Linked DNA regions of Sus scrofa: region 1 is linked to region 2. Evidence: chromatin contacts called from public HiChIP or PLAC-seq data. All regions are on one chromosome and are shown on one strand. The core of a region is the stretch at or near the end of the contact, and the rest is flanking DNA. Distances in the headings are between cores, read along the strand shown.

What was found. HiChIP or PLAC-seq counts read pairs in DNA pulled down with a chosen protein or histone mark.
Region 1: an H3K27ac HiChIP or PLAC-seq map of alveolar macrophages shows a contact between it and region 2. The contact joins the promoter of MAIP1 here to the promoter of LOC100522040 in region 2. A contact is called at or near these places in 1 of 47 Hi-C or Micro-C datasets (epiblast stem cells) and 1 of 2 datasets of contacts at active chromatin or transcription factors (alveolar macrophages).

What each region holds. Positions count from the first base shown.
Region 1 is chr15:103,577,378-103,581,824 of Sscrofa11.1, forward strand. It overlaps MAIP1 (m-AAA protease-interacting protein 1, mitochondrial), which reads left to right and starts at 1,549. Exons shown (of 5, transcript XM_003133571.3): 1 at 1,549-2,118. The coding sequence starts at 1,678. It overlaps TYW5 (tRNA wybutosine-synthesizing protein 5), which reads right to left and starts at 1,524. Exons shown (of 8, transcript XM_003133570.5): 1 at 1,284-1,524. The coding sequence starts at 1,361.
Region 2 is chr15:103,541,571-103,545,953 of Sscrofa11.1, forward strand. It overlaps LOC100522040 (formiminotransferase N-terminal subdomain-containing protein-like), which reads right to left and starts at 1,587. Exons shown (of 7, transcript XM_021075940.1): 1 at 1,373-1,587. The coding sequence starts at 1,450.

The sequences.
Region 1 (4,447 bases), core at 299-2,798, 36 kb after region 2:
AGAAATATATAAATATCTCCAGAATATGGATAAATACATATATATATTTACGTTGCCATCCAGATGTGTGTGTGTACATACAGGTTTCCATCCAGACTTCCTATTCTATTCCTCTGGTCTGTCTCTTCATGCAGTTTGTACCACACTGCTGATTATTAAAACATGTTTAAAAATTTGATAGAACTATACCCCCTTACAGCCCTTCTTTAGTGTTTCCAAGTACAAGAGTCTTGTTTTGCAACACAGCTATTAATTTCTAGTTTTGTTACATTGTAACCACAGTGTTGTTTGTAATTTTCCACTTTATGAAACTTGATGATGCTTTCTTTTTGACATATTACACGTCTTATTTCTGTTATTAAATTACAAGACACTTTGCTATGCACCTGGCAAAGCAATTTCACAACCCTCCATCCTCTGATCTTCACAATACTGTCCTGTAGGCATCTTACACTAACAAGTCCTGTGGTGGGGGTTGGGAAAACAGTCACCCTTTAGCACTAGTCCCCCAAATAAATGAAGGCTTGTATGCTCCCATTAGGTTGCCAACTCCGAAAAGAAAAAAAACTTCCATCTCGGACTTTTCTAATACTCAGGAGTATGCCCAACCACCTTCACAGATCAAGTAAAACTGCTCTCTACCGTGAGGAGACTCTTAACTGTAACTTTAGTGGGTTTGTTTGTTTGTTTTTTCTTAAAATATCTGCTGGGCTCTTAAATTTCAGTTTTTCTGAAGCCTGGAGTCCCCCGAAAAAACGCTCCAAGTAAAAACACTTCCCTCCCCCCATTAATATTTTTGTCTGAGTTTTCCTTTAAAGAGTTATGGTTTGAGTTACACATATATGAAAATCGAACATCTGAACTAGAACCCATGCTAGTTAGAATCCACGACCAGTAGAAGTTTCTCGGAGGATTCCCATTGCTTCCTCTTTTGGCTTGGTGCAGTAAAAAATTGCTTCTTCAAATCCATAAACTCGCATAGACGAACACGCGCCGTTGAAGCCACCGGAGGGGGCAGCTAGCAGTGTTATTAGGCAAAATATTTCTCGTACCCAGCTCTCTGTCGTTAGCCTTCTTCCCAGAACCGTGGAGAGGTTCTCTTTTGAAAATTTAAGAGATGAGCAGGTCAGCATCCCCCACGTGCCCTCTCGTTTGGTAGCAGAGGCAACCAGCCATCTTCAGCCGAGAGTCGCCTCCTCCCTACACTATGGGTCGCAAGAAACCGGTTCGGATCCGCTCGAGTGGTGGGCTTCTCGCGGTTCAACCCCGCGGGAGGACCTCACCTGCGGGTAGAGATGCTCGGTGAACTGCTCCTGCGAAACGCCCTCGAGCCGGGGTACCAGAAAACGCTGCCCGGCCATAGTTGCTCACGTGAGCCTGTCCTCCTCCAAGTCCCGGGAACTTCGGTCTTAACACATTTCTTCGCGCGCGATCCGCTCGGAAACACGACCCTGAGAGAAAAGGTCCGTGCGCCCGGCAGAGTAGCGAGTTCCGCAAGTTGGAGCGCCGGCCTGGGGGCCGCGTGTGCTGAAGAGCGGGGATGGGGCGGACTCACCAGGGGTGGCAGCAACAGACCAGCTTGACTCTTCCAGTCTTTCTCCAAACCCGCTGAGGTGTTTCCCACCGACTTTCTTTCCGTATTGCACTAGCAAACGCTGGGGGTGAAAGGTCACAAAGATGGCGCTGGCCGTACGTCTTTTATCCCGCTTACTGCTATTTCGGCCTCTGCCCGGCTGGGCCGCCCGACTCCAGAGCCCTGGTTCGACCGAGGTGAGGCCGCCATGGCCTGGATTTTGCTGCTTCTGCCGCCGCCGCCTTGGTTCGGGAACGACCCCATTTCCTCGAGTCTCTTGGGCCTTGGCGCTGCCAGCTCGGGGTCCTGGGCGTCCCCTGCTCAGCCCTCGGGAGCTCCCTGCAACCCTCCCCGCCTTCTCTTCCTGCTCTCGGCGAACCTACAGCACGGAGGATCAGCCCCAGCAGCGCCAGAAAACCAAGATGATCATTCTGGGGTTCCCCAACCCCATCAACTGGGTTCGGACTCGAATTTACTCCTTCCTTATCTGGGCCTATTTCGACCAAGAGTTCAGCATCGCAGAATTCTCAGAGGGAGCGAAGCAGGTTTGTTTAATTTCTCTGCAGATAATCTGCCCACCTCTCACGCATTCAGCTATTACACGAAAAAGTGTTTAGCGGTGAGATTTCCACCAGGTCCCAAGTTATGAAATATGGGTAGTCACGCAGCCGCAGAGCCCTCCGGACACTTCCTGACTTAAGCGTCTCCTTATGTTTTATATGGTCGCCGAGAATAAAAGGGTTTGATGGAGACTCCAGGGTGAAGTCCCTTAATTATCTTTTCCACTCTCTACAGGTTTTGAATCAAATAGAAATGGATTCAAAGCCTGTTTCGGCCACTTCTGCCAATGGCTCTTTTTTCTGAATGTCATTTTCTGCAGAATGAAGAAGGCAGTATTGATTGTATGCTGGTATTGATATATTTACTCCTAATTTTTTCAGATTATTTCTATAAACAAGGCCATTAATGTTTATTTATGTGACCTGCCTGTTATAAATTAAATGTTTTCAGCTTTATGTAATCATTATCAGTATTAACTCCTGCTTTTTGCTTCCTGGAGTCAACTCTTGATTGATTTATCTTTTTATAAAAGAGTTAAAAAGCAAAGGGCAGACCTGATTAATAGCATTGTAAGGGATAAATCTCTGCTTATGTTCTCAAAATCTTTTGCCTGTGCAGAGGTAAATAATCATGATGCTACTTTTTCCACGGTTGCAGCTGATGACTTGAGCTTGTCTACCTCATGCTCTTTTATGTGTCAATAAGGAATGGAAGTCATCTCCCAACCATGGGCAGGAATCAGGCCTAAGTGCCTATTTCCTCTCAACACGGGAGCATGGGACACTTTTTAGTCACTGTTTGATACTAAAGGGCCTCCAGCTGTGAGCTGTTTTAGCCCCTATACTTGCTGTTAAGTAGTATCTGCACACTTCATCAGCCAGTCTATATGCAGTTGTGCCCCATCTAAGTCAACTTTTGTGCATTTCCAAAAAGAATGTTGGGTCATCCATAGCAAATATTTAGCAGTTCCCAATAAACCAGTGGTTACTTAACATACCTTTCATAAGCAAACCAGTATGATTTCGAAGGATGTGTCCAAAAGAACCCTTCCTACTAGATCTCATAAGGCAACTGTGCATTTTTTTGCATAGATATAATTCTAAGGCTTGGAAATAATCTGGTACAAAAACACTGGCTACTTGACTCTCACCTCAACTTTTTCTCCTTTGGCTCACCTGCCAGCGGTAAGAGTTATCTTGGGTTGTGAATATCAAGTTATCAATTAGATTATGTTCATTAAGTTTTTCTTTTTTATCATAAAACATGAAAACAAAAAGTTACCTTAGGGCTCATCATTTTAGTCTAATTCTCCTTTATAGCTGATAAAAATCAACTTCTAAAAAAATGCAATGATTGGCTCAAGGATGCATAGCTAGCAATTGCTGAGGTTCACTATCCTGTGACCCACCCTACAAGCAGTCTTGGTCTTCCAGAGTCACTAGAAATTGAGATGGTTAAGTACAATCTAGGCAAGCTTTTTATTTTTAAATTTATTATTTAAAAAATTTTTAATTGAAGTATAGTTGATGTACAATATTATGTAAGTTACAGGTTTACAATCTAGTGATTTACAATTTTTAAAGGTTATACTCCATTTATAGTTACTATAAAACATTGGCTATATTCCCTGTGTTGTACAATATGTTCTTGTAGCTTATTTAATATCCATCTAGGCAAGATTTTATTCATCATGTGAGCCAGAGGAATAGGTGGTCCGATGAAATACAACCCTTTAACAGATTCGTTAGCTCCCGCAAATCCTACTTTTCATTCCTACGTACATATGACATGATATCGTCCATATTACTGCCATCAAGCCACATTAATCATACATCGTTTGTTTTCCTTTATCCTGCTTGAATGTTTTAGCCTTTTCTATGAAAAAGTGGACTATTTTCTAGAAGCCTCTTTAGGTTAAGCACTCCTGTATCATCAAGGCCTTATCAGGGCAGCTTACAACAGTTCTGACACTAACTTCCCAGATTTAATGCATACCCCTCAGGTTAAGGGCTCAGTCCGACATGACTGCCCCCACTTCAGATGCTAGTCACAAGTCCAGGCCTCCAGTACTTTTGACTGACCAGCTATAAGTTAGGTGTTTCCACATCTCCTTTCCTCAGGTTCAGTAGTTTGTTAGAATGGCTCATAGGACTCAGGAAAGTACTTTACTATTTCCAGTTTTGTTATAAAGGATACAACTCAAGAACAGCCACCTGGAAGAGATGCATAGGACAAGGTATGTGGGATGTGGTGTGGAGCTTCCATGCTCTCTCCAGGGGCTCACTCTCCCAGCTCCTCCATGTGTTCCCAGAG
Region 2 (4,383 bases), core at 337-2,836:
CCTCTACCTAACAAGAGATGGTAACAACATGCATGTGATTCACAAAATAAAATGAAGGTTGATTGCTGAAATATGGTTATATATTCATTATTATATAATTAGCCTCTGCTTCTTTTTAACCAGTTACTTTTAGGAAGCAGCAGATATACTTGGTAAAATTAAATTTGATTGGTTACTATTATGATGTCAGATGAAACTCAATAATTAGACCAGAGTAGGCTATCATATTATACCTCTCTGAAGTCACTAAGTATATATAAGTATATGTAAGAAAACTACATTTTATCATTTACTCATTTGTATTCATACTTCAAGGCTACTTATTGATATTTGATATGTGGAGTAAAGAAAAGAGCGTGTGTACTTAAGTACACACATATATAGACCCAGAAGAGTTAATATATGAAGTGCCTAGTTCAACTTCTGGCCTACAATATGCCTCAATAAATGTTGGCTGTAATATTTTAAATTCTCACTATTATTTCTCCCACACATTACCTTACAGTGCCCTGCCTCACAAGGACTTTAGAACACTGGGCTCCCCCCTTCCTCGTCTTTTGCATACTTTTAGTTAAATCTTATTCATACTCAACTGGGTACAGATAATTGTTGGACACCTATGACTTTCCTAGTGTTCAAGCTGGTTTTTGAAAACCCTAAAATAGCAAGTCCCGTTGGCTGTAAACACCAACGACATCAAAATGACATCAAATGTGTAACAACTAAAGCTTGTTCCCATTTCCCCCATCCCACTCCTTGTGTCCTGCTCCCTGCTACCAGAGACGCATTAGACTTCATAACTAAATCAAGTCTCAGGAACCTAGAAATCTTTGTGTGTCCGCAGGGAAACGCGAGGGTGTGAGAAGAGGGAGATTTTCTTCATGCAGAACACGTAAAAGACCTCCCACAGAAGTTCTGTCCCACAGGACAGAGTTACTCTATTATCTCTGGGGCTGTGTCTCTTTTAAGGCCCGAAGGACTAGAAAAACCTCACCTGAAAGTTGAGTCTACAGAAAGAGGGGCATGGTATACTCAAAACTCTCTACCCCACTACTGGACAGCGACCTTCGGCAGCCTCTGCTATAGGAATGTCACAACGGCTGCCCTTCCCGCTGGGAGTCCTCGGCTCACTCCCTCTTCCTTTGCGTTTCCTCAGGTTCCTTCCGAGACTTCCGTTCGAACTTCCCGCTGGTGCAGAACCCACCAATCATAAACGTCCTTCCCGGGCCACGCCCCCTCGTCGCCTCCTCCCGGGAACCCGAGTCGAATTTCGCGCACACCCCTCCTTCCGTGACGCACGCTGCGCGCGGACGTCGGCCTCTGACGCCACTTTGCCCCCACTGCAGGTCCCGCCCGGGCCGTTCCTGCTGACCGTTGGGTGCCGCCGGGCCGAAGTTCCTCCCTCGAGACTTTCCCCACCACACGAACCGCTCTGGCGGCGGCGACCCATGTGGGGGTTCAGGCTCCTGCGGTCGCCGCCGCTGCTGCTTCTTCTGCCGCAACTCGGAATCGGAATCGCCGCGACCTGCTCTCAGGCCAGAACCATGAACCTTGGCGGCAGCAGCAGCAGCGGCGGCGCGCTCTGCTCCTCGGCCGAGGGGCTCCGACCGCAGTGCCTGCGGCTGTCCACGGTGCCGGGTGCAGATCCGCAGCGCTGCAACGAGTTGCTCCTGCTGGCGGCGGGGGCGGTGGCCGCGGGGGAGGGACAGGAACCGCGGAACCTCCCTGGGGACCCGACGAAGGTGGAGCCGCAAACGCCGCCCCAGCATCACGTTCTCTATTTCCCCGGGGATGTGCAGGTAACCTGCGGCCTTCCTGGGCACCTGTTCCTTTCCCTTGTGGCTATGAGAATTCTCTAGATTCTTCCGTCATAGCTGCTGCCTGATTCCGTGCCTCGCCTGAACACACCCACACGTGTGCTAACCCGGGTGGCTCCACGAAATCCCAAATCGCCCCTTCCACGCCCCTAATCCCCTCCTCATAGAGCCCCAGAGGAAGGCTGTGTTTGGAGGGCTACAACCTGGAAAGAGCGAGCTGGCAGTCCAGGAAGTGGAATTTAAGACATAGAAATGAGACAGATAATGTATATTTATTCTACAACTTGGTTTCTCAGAGGGGTGTGTGTGTGTGTGGGTGTTGGGCAGGAGACGGAGAGATGGCTTTTAAATTAGTATGTAGTGTTCAAAAAACGCTGGCAGTTATTAAAAAAGCAAACAAGTAAACAAAAAAGGCTTTACTAGGTGTGACATTCTCAGTAACCCTAAGAAAGGGACAGTAATTGCTAAGCATGTCAATACTTTGATGCTCACTTAAATTCTGTACTTTTGTTTTTGTGAATGAGTGTGTGTGTGTGTGTGTATGTGTGTGTGTTTAGGGCCACACCCACGGCATATGTAAGTTCAAATCTGAGCTGTAGCTGCTGGCCTTACACCACAGCCATAGCAACGCTGGATCCTTACTTAAGCCACTGAACGAGGGCAGGGATGGAACCCATGTCCTCATGGATACTAGTCGGATTTGTTTCCGCTAAACCACCACGGGAAGTCCTAGTGTGTGATATTATCTTTATTATTAATTTTGTGGCTGCAGGATATGTTGTCTTGGAAAGCTGGATCTTAATCTAAAACTGCTGTTGTCATTAGTACAGTAGCCATTAGTTATATATGACTTTAAATTAATTAAAATTAAATAGAATTAAAAATCCAGTTTCTTAGTCGCACTAACTTCAGGTGCTCAGTAGCACCAAAGGTTTCTAAGTGCTGTAATGGACAGTGCAAATACAGAGCATTTCTATGGACTATTTCCATCAACTGCAGAAAGTTCTCTTGGGTAGTGCTAGTGTTATCAGGTAAAGCTAGAATATGGCTAAATGTGTTTGTTGAACTGTGAAACAATTAGTTTATTAAACAGTTTATTGCTTTTGAAATTAATGCTTTAAAACAATGTGCCTGCCAACTTTGTGCCCTGAGTCAAGTGATGACGAAGGTATATATAGTTTCTTCTCTTGCCCTCCAAATAATTAACTGGTCTAGATGACTGCTCATCATGAAAAAATTAGTGCTTAGATTTAGGAGAAGACAATTTACTCGGTTGAGGCCTTTTTGCTCAGTTTGGGGAAAGCAACATGGCACTACTGACAGTGACTTCCAGAGTTTTGTGGACCAGCTACTGTGTGCATCTATAATAATAATGATGATGATAGTAATGATAACTAACCTTCATTGAACACTTACTAAATGTTTTTAAAATGTGCCAATCAGAATATAGCACAAGACTTCAGATGAAGTCTTAAAAAAGCTAAATATAGTTAGACTAATACCTCCTTATGTTTTGACAGCGTCCATTTCTTTTATGTAGCCCGAGATTCCATTAGCCTTTTGGACAGCAATATACTGTTGATTTGTGCAGAGTATGAAGTGCTGTAAAAACCCAGGTCTTTTCAGAAGAAATAGAGAATAATGCATAAAAGGCTCTGAGGCCAGATTGCCTAGGTTTAAACCCTGATTCTGCACTTTTTAGCTATGAAATATCTGGCCAATTGTTCAATCTCTCTGTATTGCAGCCAGCTCAACTACAAAATGGGAATAATGACGTATAGAAGATATTTGAGGATTAAATAAATGTGTGAATACCCAATGAGTTACACTGCCTTATCTTTCTGATGACCTTTGTAATTACTGGGGAGTACTGTAGCGCTCAGTTCTTGGACTTTTCCTGACTACTCTTACTCCCTTTGTGATCTCTTTCAGTCTTGTATCTTTACATACTACCAGTACCCTGACAACCTTCAACATTTGTGTTCTAGCCTAGACATTTTCCTGGAACTTTAGACTTGCCAATAGTATGCACATACTTCCTTTTGGACATTTAATAAAATCTCTGGATCTTTACCCCTAAATTTGCTCATCCTATAATCTTCATCTTGTTTCTCAGTTTTTGGAAACTCCTATTTAATAGTTTGAGTACAGATCTTGAAGTCAATCCTTTTGTTCTCTCTTAATACATCAGCAAATAAAGTGGCTTTACCTCTAAATGTATCTAGAATTGATCAGAATAATCTTTTAAAAATCTAGCTCAAATCATACTACACCTCTGCTCAAAACTAACAGCTTCCTTTGTCATTCAGTAAAAGCCAGAGTCCTCTTGATGGCCTGCAAGACCTTTGACTATTGCTTTTCTCTCTCCTTTCTTATTTTACTCTCTGTAGAAGACACCAATCATGCCAGCCTTCTTCATAGTGCTCATGGTAGGCACACTTGACCTCAGAAGTTTGCCATACACTGCCTAGAATAATCTTCCTGCAGATGTCTGCACGGATTCACCTATTATTTCAAGTCTTTGCTTAGAAGTTGCCTTCACAGTGAAGCCTTTTCTATTTAAAAA